Regions from separate parts of the Gossypium hirsutum genome. Here all the other regions are linked to region 3. A link is a contact called in public Hi-C data. All regions are on one chromosome and are shown on one strand. Each heading gives the region's core, a stretch centred on a gene start, on an enhancer-like site or on the middle of the called end of the contact. The rest is flanking DNA. Distances are from core to core; before and after follow the strand shown. Region 1 holds the start of LOC107925400 (FCS-Like Zinc finger 15). Region 2 has its middle 24 kb from the start of LOC107895516. Region 3 holds the start of LOC107896697 (peroxisomal fatty acid beta-oxidation multifunctional protein MFP2).

Evidence for each region. A called contact is a pair of places that touch in the nucleus more often than the background predicts.
Region 1: a contact with region 3 is called in a Hi-C map of leaf, with 2.7 times the contacts expected there. The contact joins the promoter of LOC107925400 here to the promoter of LOC107896697 in region 3. A contact is called at or near these places in 7 of 34 Hi-C or Micro-C datasets (anther, fibers, leaf and 1 more).
Region 2: a contact with region 3 is called in a Hi-C map of leaf, with 3 times the contacts expected there. The contact joins the enhancer-like site here to the promoter of LOC107896697 in region 3. A contact is called at or near these places in 4 of 34 Hi-C or Micro-C datasets (leaf and seedling).

What each region holds. Positions count from the first base shown.
Region 1 is chrA10:97,187,498-97,190,197 of Gossypium_hirsutum_v2.1, reverse strand. It overlaps LOC107925400 (FCS-Like Zinc finger 15), which reads left to right and starts at 1,377. Exons shown (of 2, transcript XM_016856061.2): 1 at 1,377-1,796; 2 at 1,894-2,227. The coding sequence starts at 1,546. The coding sequence ends at 2,062.
Region 2 is chrA10:96,807,197-96,809,896 of Gossypium_hirsutum_v2.1, reverse strand. No RefSeq gene overlaps it. Among protein-coding and RNA genes, the nearest start is that of LOC107895516, 24 kb to the left of the region's middle. Within about 2 kb of position 1,441, at least 1 of the 9 cell types and tissues checked has an H3K27ac peak or open chromatin away from gene starts, as enhancers often do. A contact at or near this core is called in leaf, where this site is marked.
Region 3 is chrA10:96,947,837-96,950,536 of Gossypium_hirsutum_v2.1, reverse strand. It overlaps LOC107896697 (peroxisomal fatty acid beta-oxidation multifunctional protein MFP2), which reads left to right and starts at 1,407. Exons shown (of 18, transcript XM_016821928.2): 1 at 1,407-1,904; 2 at 2,665-2,700. The coding sequence starts at 1,802.

The DNA of each region.
Region 1 (2,700 bases), core at 128-2,627, 240 kb before region 3:
CACTTCAACTAATACATTTATTGGTAAAGTTCTAAATTTAAAATTATCGAATTTTCCGTTTAAATATGACGTTGTTACAAAACAATAATAAGAACCAAAGAATAAAGTGTTGTGATGAATCTAAAATGGTGTCAAGGTTGTAGTATTGACCAACTTTGGAGAGGATTGGATTCCAATACATTGGTGTAAAACAATTAATTGAAGGGAGGTTTGGCATTAAAGCAAACACACTGGTTCGTACACCACGTCTTTGTATAGGGTTTTCAAATAGCTGCCAAAGCCTTAAGTAAGACCACGTACCCCCAAAAATCAGAAGAAGCATGAATCGAGACAAAAGGAAGGGCAGAGATCAGCTAAGTAAAAGTACATTCGTCGGCTCTTATTTGAATAACATATGCCTTTTTTTATTTATTGTGATTTATTCTCCTTTTAAAAAATCCAAGTAGTAATAATCGTGACAAAACTATTTGCTTTACCACCCTATGTCACTCTAAAACAAATCATAATTGTAGTTAGTTCATTTTTGGAATTCTAATTTGAGTCAATTTTTTTAATTTTAAAATATTTTAATTGAACTTTCAAATTAAAATATCCTTTCAATTAAGTCCTTTGACATGAGTTTTTTTTAATAATAAAAAAAAACTCATTTGGATTAATAAATATCTATTTGAATATGAAATACAAGTTAATATTTAACAACCAAATTAATGACTAGATTGATGGAAACACTTAATTTGAACTATACTGTAAATTGGGGTTCAATAAAAAGATTTTGAAGTTGATAGAGTAAATTAAAATTTAATGGTGAAAGTACTCGCAAAGTCCCTCTATTATAGGAATTGAATAAAATAAGGCTTAGTGTCTCTATCATATTAAATTAATCAATTTAATCGTGAATTAATAGAAAGAATCAAATTGTAATAAAGTTAACATTTATTGTTAAAGTGAAGAAAGGGGCAGGAGGTAAGGGTCCTAGTTTTTATTTTAGCCCCTTCAAAATTTATAAAGGTATAACTTAATAATAGCAAAATTATAGTTTAACCCTCTAAAATAATGAAATTTTAATTTAATCATTTTCAAGACTTGAATACAATAATAAAATTATATTTTAACTATCTTAAAAATATAAAATTTAATTTCTTCTCCTCCAAAAGAATTCTACTTTCACCTGTTTATTATATAAAAATGATTATTTTTCATTAACATTTCAACTGGATGTCTACAACAGAGGATGCTGCACCCAAAATTAACTCATAATGTGCAATGGAATTAAGTAAAATAAAGAAAAGGTTAAAAAAATGGATAATGAGAAAGAAAGAAAAGAAAAGAAACTTGAAATGAAAGGGATAATAAGTGGGATGCGTGGCAGTTAAAAGAATAAGCAGTACAAAGTCAAATCCTTGGCTACACAAATCGTCCTTTCTTACTGCTACTGCTGTATCAACCCCCTCCTCTTCCCTCCGCTCTTTATAACTCCCTTCTTTCGATTTATATTTTTCTCTCATCCAAACAAACCACATCACTCTCCCAAAAAGGAATGAAAAGATGGTGGGACTGAGTGTAGTTTTGGAGAATCAAAAGAGTGGTAACCATAACATATTCAGTAAAAAAACCCCGCAACTTATTAGCAAAACAACCATGTTAATCAACACCAGCAGCAAAGTTTCTTCATCTTCTTCGAGCTCTTCTAGGTTGTCTCCTCCTACCACCACTTCTCACATGGTTCCTTCCTTTCTTGAACAATGCTTCCTTTGCAAACAAAAACTTTTGCCTGGAAAAGACATCTACATGTACAAGTATGTTTTTTTTTTCCTTTTTCTTTTTTTGTCGACTGTTTCTTTCTGTATGATTGATTCATGGTTTTTCTTTTGTTGTTGTTGTGATTGTTGGTAGGGGGGATAGGGGTTTTTGTAGCGTGGAGTGTAGGTGCAGGCAAATTTTCATGGATGAAGAAGAGAGTTTGAAGAAAGAAAATTGCTGTTTGGCTTCCATGAAAATTAAACCTTCAACACCTTCACCTTCTTCTTCTTCAGGCTCTCGCCATCATCGCAAAGCTTATTGAGAAACCTATGCAGCTGCCAAGAACTGGAAAACTTTTTTTTTTCATTTTGGTTAATTTCAATTGTATTTTTCCAGTGTAGGCTTGGCTAATTTTGTAATGACGGTGCCATGCGCTGTCGTTTTGCATGCTGGAATGAAGCCAAAAGAGCTTTTCCTTGTCTTTTAACTATTTTTGCCTTGAACATATATGGGATTGGTAGAGGAGCCCATGGTTTTGCTTTATTCCCTTCTCATTTAACATTTAGGATAACTAAAATAAATATTAAAAAAAACAAAACAATAATGGAGACCATTCATGGTATTTTACAGTTTGATTCATTTTTTTAATAAAAATACATGGATTCTATTATATTTTAAAATTACAACTACATAAATCAATTGATTTAACTATGTTTAAATTTGGCATTTTTTAATAAAATAAAATAAAATTAGTAAAATTCCAAAGAGTTTTATGATTTTATTGCAGGTTTGTTGTGTTTCAAAACGACAAAACATTTCATAGTAATTGAAAATATTGTTTTATCTGGACTGCATTTTACTGGTATTATTCTGGAGGGAATGAAGAATTAGTAATCTATAAAGAATAAACAAATTACTACTTGCCATTAAGGATCATTAATTTTCTTTTTCTTTATTTCT
Region 2 (2,700 bases), core at 192-2,691, 140 kb after region 3:
CCCATACCTAATACAATGTCCATCCACGAATAGATTTACCTAGGTTGTGTAGAACTTTTAAGCTTGAAACATTCTGAGGCTTAAGGTTGCTACGGATTTCAAGAATAGGGCACTTCAAAATGGTTCAAACAGGAAATTAATTTGGCACATCGTATTGTACCCTATTCACCTCCTTAAATATCCTCTTCTCGTTTACAACTTTTTATCTCTTTCTCTCACCTTCGTTATCTCTCCATGTAGGAAGATACAATGTAATAGTAGCAATTATGGCCAACTTAACGAGTTTTGGTGCACTAATGACTGTGTTTTTCTAACTTTTTGACGTATTGTTTTTTGTCACTTTACTTTTTACTTTTTTCTCACTCATAATGCTTTTGTTTCTTTTTGTACTTTTTCTTCTCATTTTACCTTTTTTTTTGAATTTTTCATTTTTGCACACTTTTGTCTAACCTATAATTATTATATCATATTTTTTCTTCCTATTTCACTTTGATTTTTCAAAACCACCTTTATGTATCTACCTATCCCTCAATATGTATGGTCGAACGTCTAAGTTCATGCATTTCAAGGACCAAGGAAAAAAAGATAAGTACAATTTATGTTTTGGCTCAGTGTTTTGTATGAAGGTTTTCCACAAGAAATAATTTCTGGCTCAAATACAGGTACTAAAGAATGATAAATAAGGTTAGCTTTTTGGCTTTATATTTACACCAAAAAATGCCTTAGGTCAACCCTAGGTACTTCAATCATCTATTGTCCATACTAGCATGTTTGTTTCCCTGTATTTTCCCCTATCATTTGGTACACTCAATTACTTAATGTATATTTATAGTGTAATATATAAAACTAATTAGTCTAACAATTAATAATTTAAAATCACCTACTTCATATCAAATTTACAGCAAATACAACCAACCTATATACACGCTCCTAACTAATCACTTGTATTTCTACTAGCTTAAGCACACATTAGACAATAAATATTAATTAAAATAAAGTAGAAAAATAAAAATAAAAATAAAAATAAGAGCGTAAATTTCCTATGTTATCCCCCACACTTTAGGTAGCATATTGTTCCTAATGTGCAACCCTAATGTATAAAAGAAGGAAGTTACTCGCTTTTTATTGAAGTTGCTCCAGTCGTATTTTGGGTTTCTCCTCTCTTACTTTTTTTTAAGCTCCTAATTGTAGTGCTATCCTCATATAGGGTTCCTGCATAGAAATCTTATGTTAACATCTATATATATAATAATAATTATTTACCTATTCCTAATCTAAAGCAAAAGTTTAAAATCATCTAAGTTAATTGTTTACAGTCTTCCAAAATAAAAGAACAAATGAGTTTAATTATCAAAATTTGGTGGTTGTCACCTCTCTATTGGAGCTTTCCCTTTGCCCGATACATGTGATCAAGATGAGCCTCCACACGATGAGTGGGCTTGTCATGTTGGGCTTCGAATGACTGAGCCTATGTTCGAGGGCCTCTTCGGTTGGAATGTCTCCTCATAGTCATAATCATTTAGGAAATCATGCTCCATGTCATCCACCTCTTCTTCCTCATTTTCATTCTCTTCCTCATCATTGTCGTTCTTCTCAAGGTGAGATTGCATTGCGTCGTATTTGGTATTCCCTTACCATTTTGCCTTGCAAATTACTGTCCAACCGACCCCATCTCCTGCATCCACCATATCACCTACTCTAAGTCTGAGATGTTGCTCAGCTCTTGGCCTTCCTGAGCTTTTGTAGTTTTCTTATTTTCAACAATGTTGGGATATCCATATTCTCTTTTGGTGTATTCAATCTGCTTCCTTTGAAGCTTAGTATATTTAGTTTATATTGAGTCCTTAATTAGACTCTTGGTCAGATTCATAAACTGTTCAGTTGTTGTAGTTGGAACTCCCGCCTTCTTGCATAATGTTGTTACTAAGTGAGGGAAAAAAACCCCAACTTTTTGGCCATTAATATAGTATTTCATGTTCTCGTAGATCCATGTACCGATACAAACATGTTTTTTCTGCAAAATTGCATATAACAACACAGCACAAAAAGTATTGACGTCAGACACATTTAAAGCAGGTGTAATTCGAGTACACAGAAATTGTATCCACATCTTTGCTATAGGAAACATAATTGCTTGATTAAATGGTGTTGGGACATTAGTGCCTGGTCGGTGCTTCCATTCACACTTACCTTTGGTTAAATAATTTACTACATTTTTCATATCTATTTCCTTAAAGTATGTTAAATTAGTATTTTCGACAAAATTTGAATCATAGTATAGAACATTATAGAATTCACAAATTGCTCTATGGGTGACGAGCACCACTTTTCCCTACTGGTTGTGAATATTGATATTTAATATTTATGAGACTAGCATAGAAATATATTAAAATTTGGTCTAGTAATTTTGTTTAGTTGATAGTTAGTTAAGGTACAAGTGTAATGATCCTAAAATTAGCTGTATTAAAAAATGCAATTTTGGAACCTCATTTTCGATGATTGAGTCTGTAAATATTATTATTTAATATTTATGAGGTTAATATAAAGTTTAATTAAATTTTGGTCTTTTAATTTTGTCAATCGGATAGTTAATTAAGGTACGATGACTAAATTGTAAAAATGGGAAAAGTTAATCTCTATAGATTTTTAATTGCTAAAGGACTATAGTGGTAAGTAAACCATAGTTCAAAATGAAAATTA
Region 3 (2,700 bases), core at 158-2,657:
AGTGGTTTTTGTTGGAGTTAGTGAAAGATTCGTCGATTGTGACTTATTTTAATGACGTGGTATATCGAATTTAAATTAATTTATTTATGTTTATATATAATTTAAAAGATTTAACATTAAGTTATTTGGGAAAGACAAGATGATGAGTGTTGAATTTAAAGCGGCAATTTAAGAGATCCATCTTACTAGTTAATATAGCTTTGTATCCATTATGTTTAACGTTCTTTTTATATTATTTTCTAAGATATTCTAAAAAGAATTATACGAAATAGAGACATTACGTCATTTTTAAGGAAAAATTATATAAAATAGAGATGTTATATCATTTTATATCTTTTACTAATTATTTAATGTCATTTCAATATCTTTTTTTATGTAATTAACATATTATTTTAATAATTTTTTAATTTAAATCTTGAATCTTAAATTCTAAATCTTGGACCCTAAAATTCTAGACCTTGAACTTTTAACTCTGAACTCTAAATTTTAGACTTGAGTCTAGAGTTTCAATAACCAAGATACAAAGTTTAAAATTTAAAGTTCAAAATTTAAAGTCCAAAATTCAAGATAAAAAATTTATTAAAATAATATATCAAGGACATAAAACCCCCTTTATTTTATACAATTTTTGTTTACAATTTATTTCTAACATATTTGAGTTTTCTCCACTCCTTTCCTTTGATGGTAATATTTTATATATAAATGAAATTATCTTTTTGAAAAAAAAAGGTAAAGTGGGTTCGATAACGAAAGCGACCAAGACCAAGGGTTTTAATACTTTGGAATTATCATAATCCAACTTTGTTTTCTTCGTCTTATCTCTCTCAGCCTAATTTCCCCTACTTTGCATTTTAATATCTTACCCTAAAGATAGCCGATAGAAAATTGACACCTCGCCCAAGCTACCCATGTGACACTTAGTCGCAAAATGAAATTATTCATGAATAGAGTAAAATTGAATATAAATATAATATTAATACATTTTATATTTAATATGTTAGTGAATTAAATTCACCATGAATTTGAATGGATTTAGATAGACGATAAGGTATAGTATGATGTGTTTAGCGTATGATGTGTTTAGCTTACTTTTTATATCACGCTATAGTATTGGTACAGTGTTTAATTTCATCGCCACTACTATTTTTACATAAACTGTAATTAAATGTATTTTCCATCCAAATTAATTCTCAAAGAATTAACTTTCACTAAACTTCAAGAAAATTGTATCTAAAAGACAATATTTTCGTTTTTATACAGGGGCAGTTAATGTTTTACCTGTTATTCTCTTAATTTGATTTGTGATGCATAGCAAGTAATGTAGTAAAAAAGTTTAACTCAGTGAGATGTATTACCATTTTTCAATTTCATTTATGAGAATTAGAGGGTTGTGCTATCAATAAACATAAATTAACTCTGATTATAGTTGTGCTCAATAAATATATAAAATGAGAGTGGAACAGCAAACAAATATGGTTGGATGAGGACAGCCATGCAGGCGTTGGCGTTGGCGTTGGCGTTGGCGTTGGAACTCAACCAAGCAACTTTGAGACCAACGAAGCAGTTCAAAGATTTGGAGCAGCTGTTGATTAAAGCCTACTAACTTGGGTTTCTCCGTACACTCTTTTCTTCAAACGTCACTCCCTCCTCCGCCTTCTTACACGACACCTCCTTAAATAAAATCGTCGACCCAACTAACTCCTTTTATAATTTTTACTATTAATTAATACCCATTGTTCGACTCCAAATTTTGATTAAAAATAAATAAAGCAAGAGATTATAGCCTAAGCAAAGAGTGATAATGGGGAGCAAGAACAATGGAAGAACAACCCTTGAAGTTGGAGTTGATGGAGTTGCTGTTATCACCATCATCAATCCTCCTGTCAATTCTCTTTCTCCTGATGGTACCCCCTCTTTTCATTTTCTTCTTTCTTTATCTTTCCTTTTTGCCTATTGATTTTGAGTTATGGAATTTGGGATTTCTTTGTTATTTATGACCCACACTTTTTCTATGCAAATTGCTTTATAAAGTTTTGATCTTTTTGGGGTTCGTTAGCAAAAGAATTGTATTGGGTTTTATTTAGCTGCAGAGGAAAACAGATGTATTTATCAACTTGATATTCATTTTTCTTGCAAAGATTGGAATTTAGAGGGCTTATACTTGAACCATTAATGTTGACCTACAATTCTCTTACATGGTTCTGTGTTGGTCGGTTTGCAAGTAATTCACTTTATGCTACTCAAAATAGGGCTTATATTTGAACCATTAATGTTGACCTACAATTCTCTTACATGGTTCTGTGTTGGTCGGTTTGCAAGTAATTCACTTTATGCTACTCAAAATATGGTTCTTTTATTGATTGAATTATATAGCAATAGATAAAGCTGTAGAAAAACTCCAGATTATATACTTGTATTCCGTAATAGAGAAAAAGAGTGTTAGATTTTAAAAGAAAATTGTGAAGCATAATTGGGGTTCGAAGGCAAATTTGGATCTATAATTTCATTGTTCTTTTTTTTGCTTGGTATATTGCCCAAATTAGGTTATATGGTTACATGAAAACAATAGTCATCATTCTTCCCCCACAATTACATTTTAATGATTTTGTATATGTGAGAAGATATGCAATTGATCTCCCTTGGCTTTGTGTGTCCTCCTTACAGTGTTGTATAGCTTAAAAGAGAGTTACGACAAGGCCT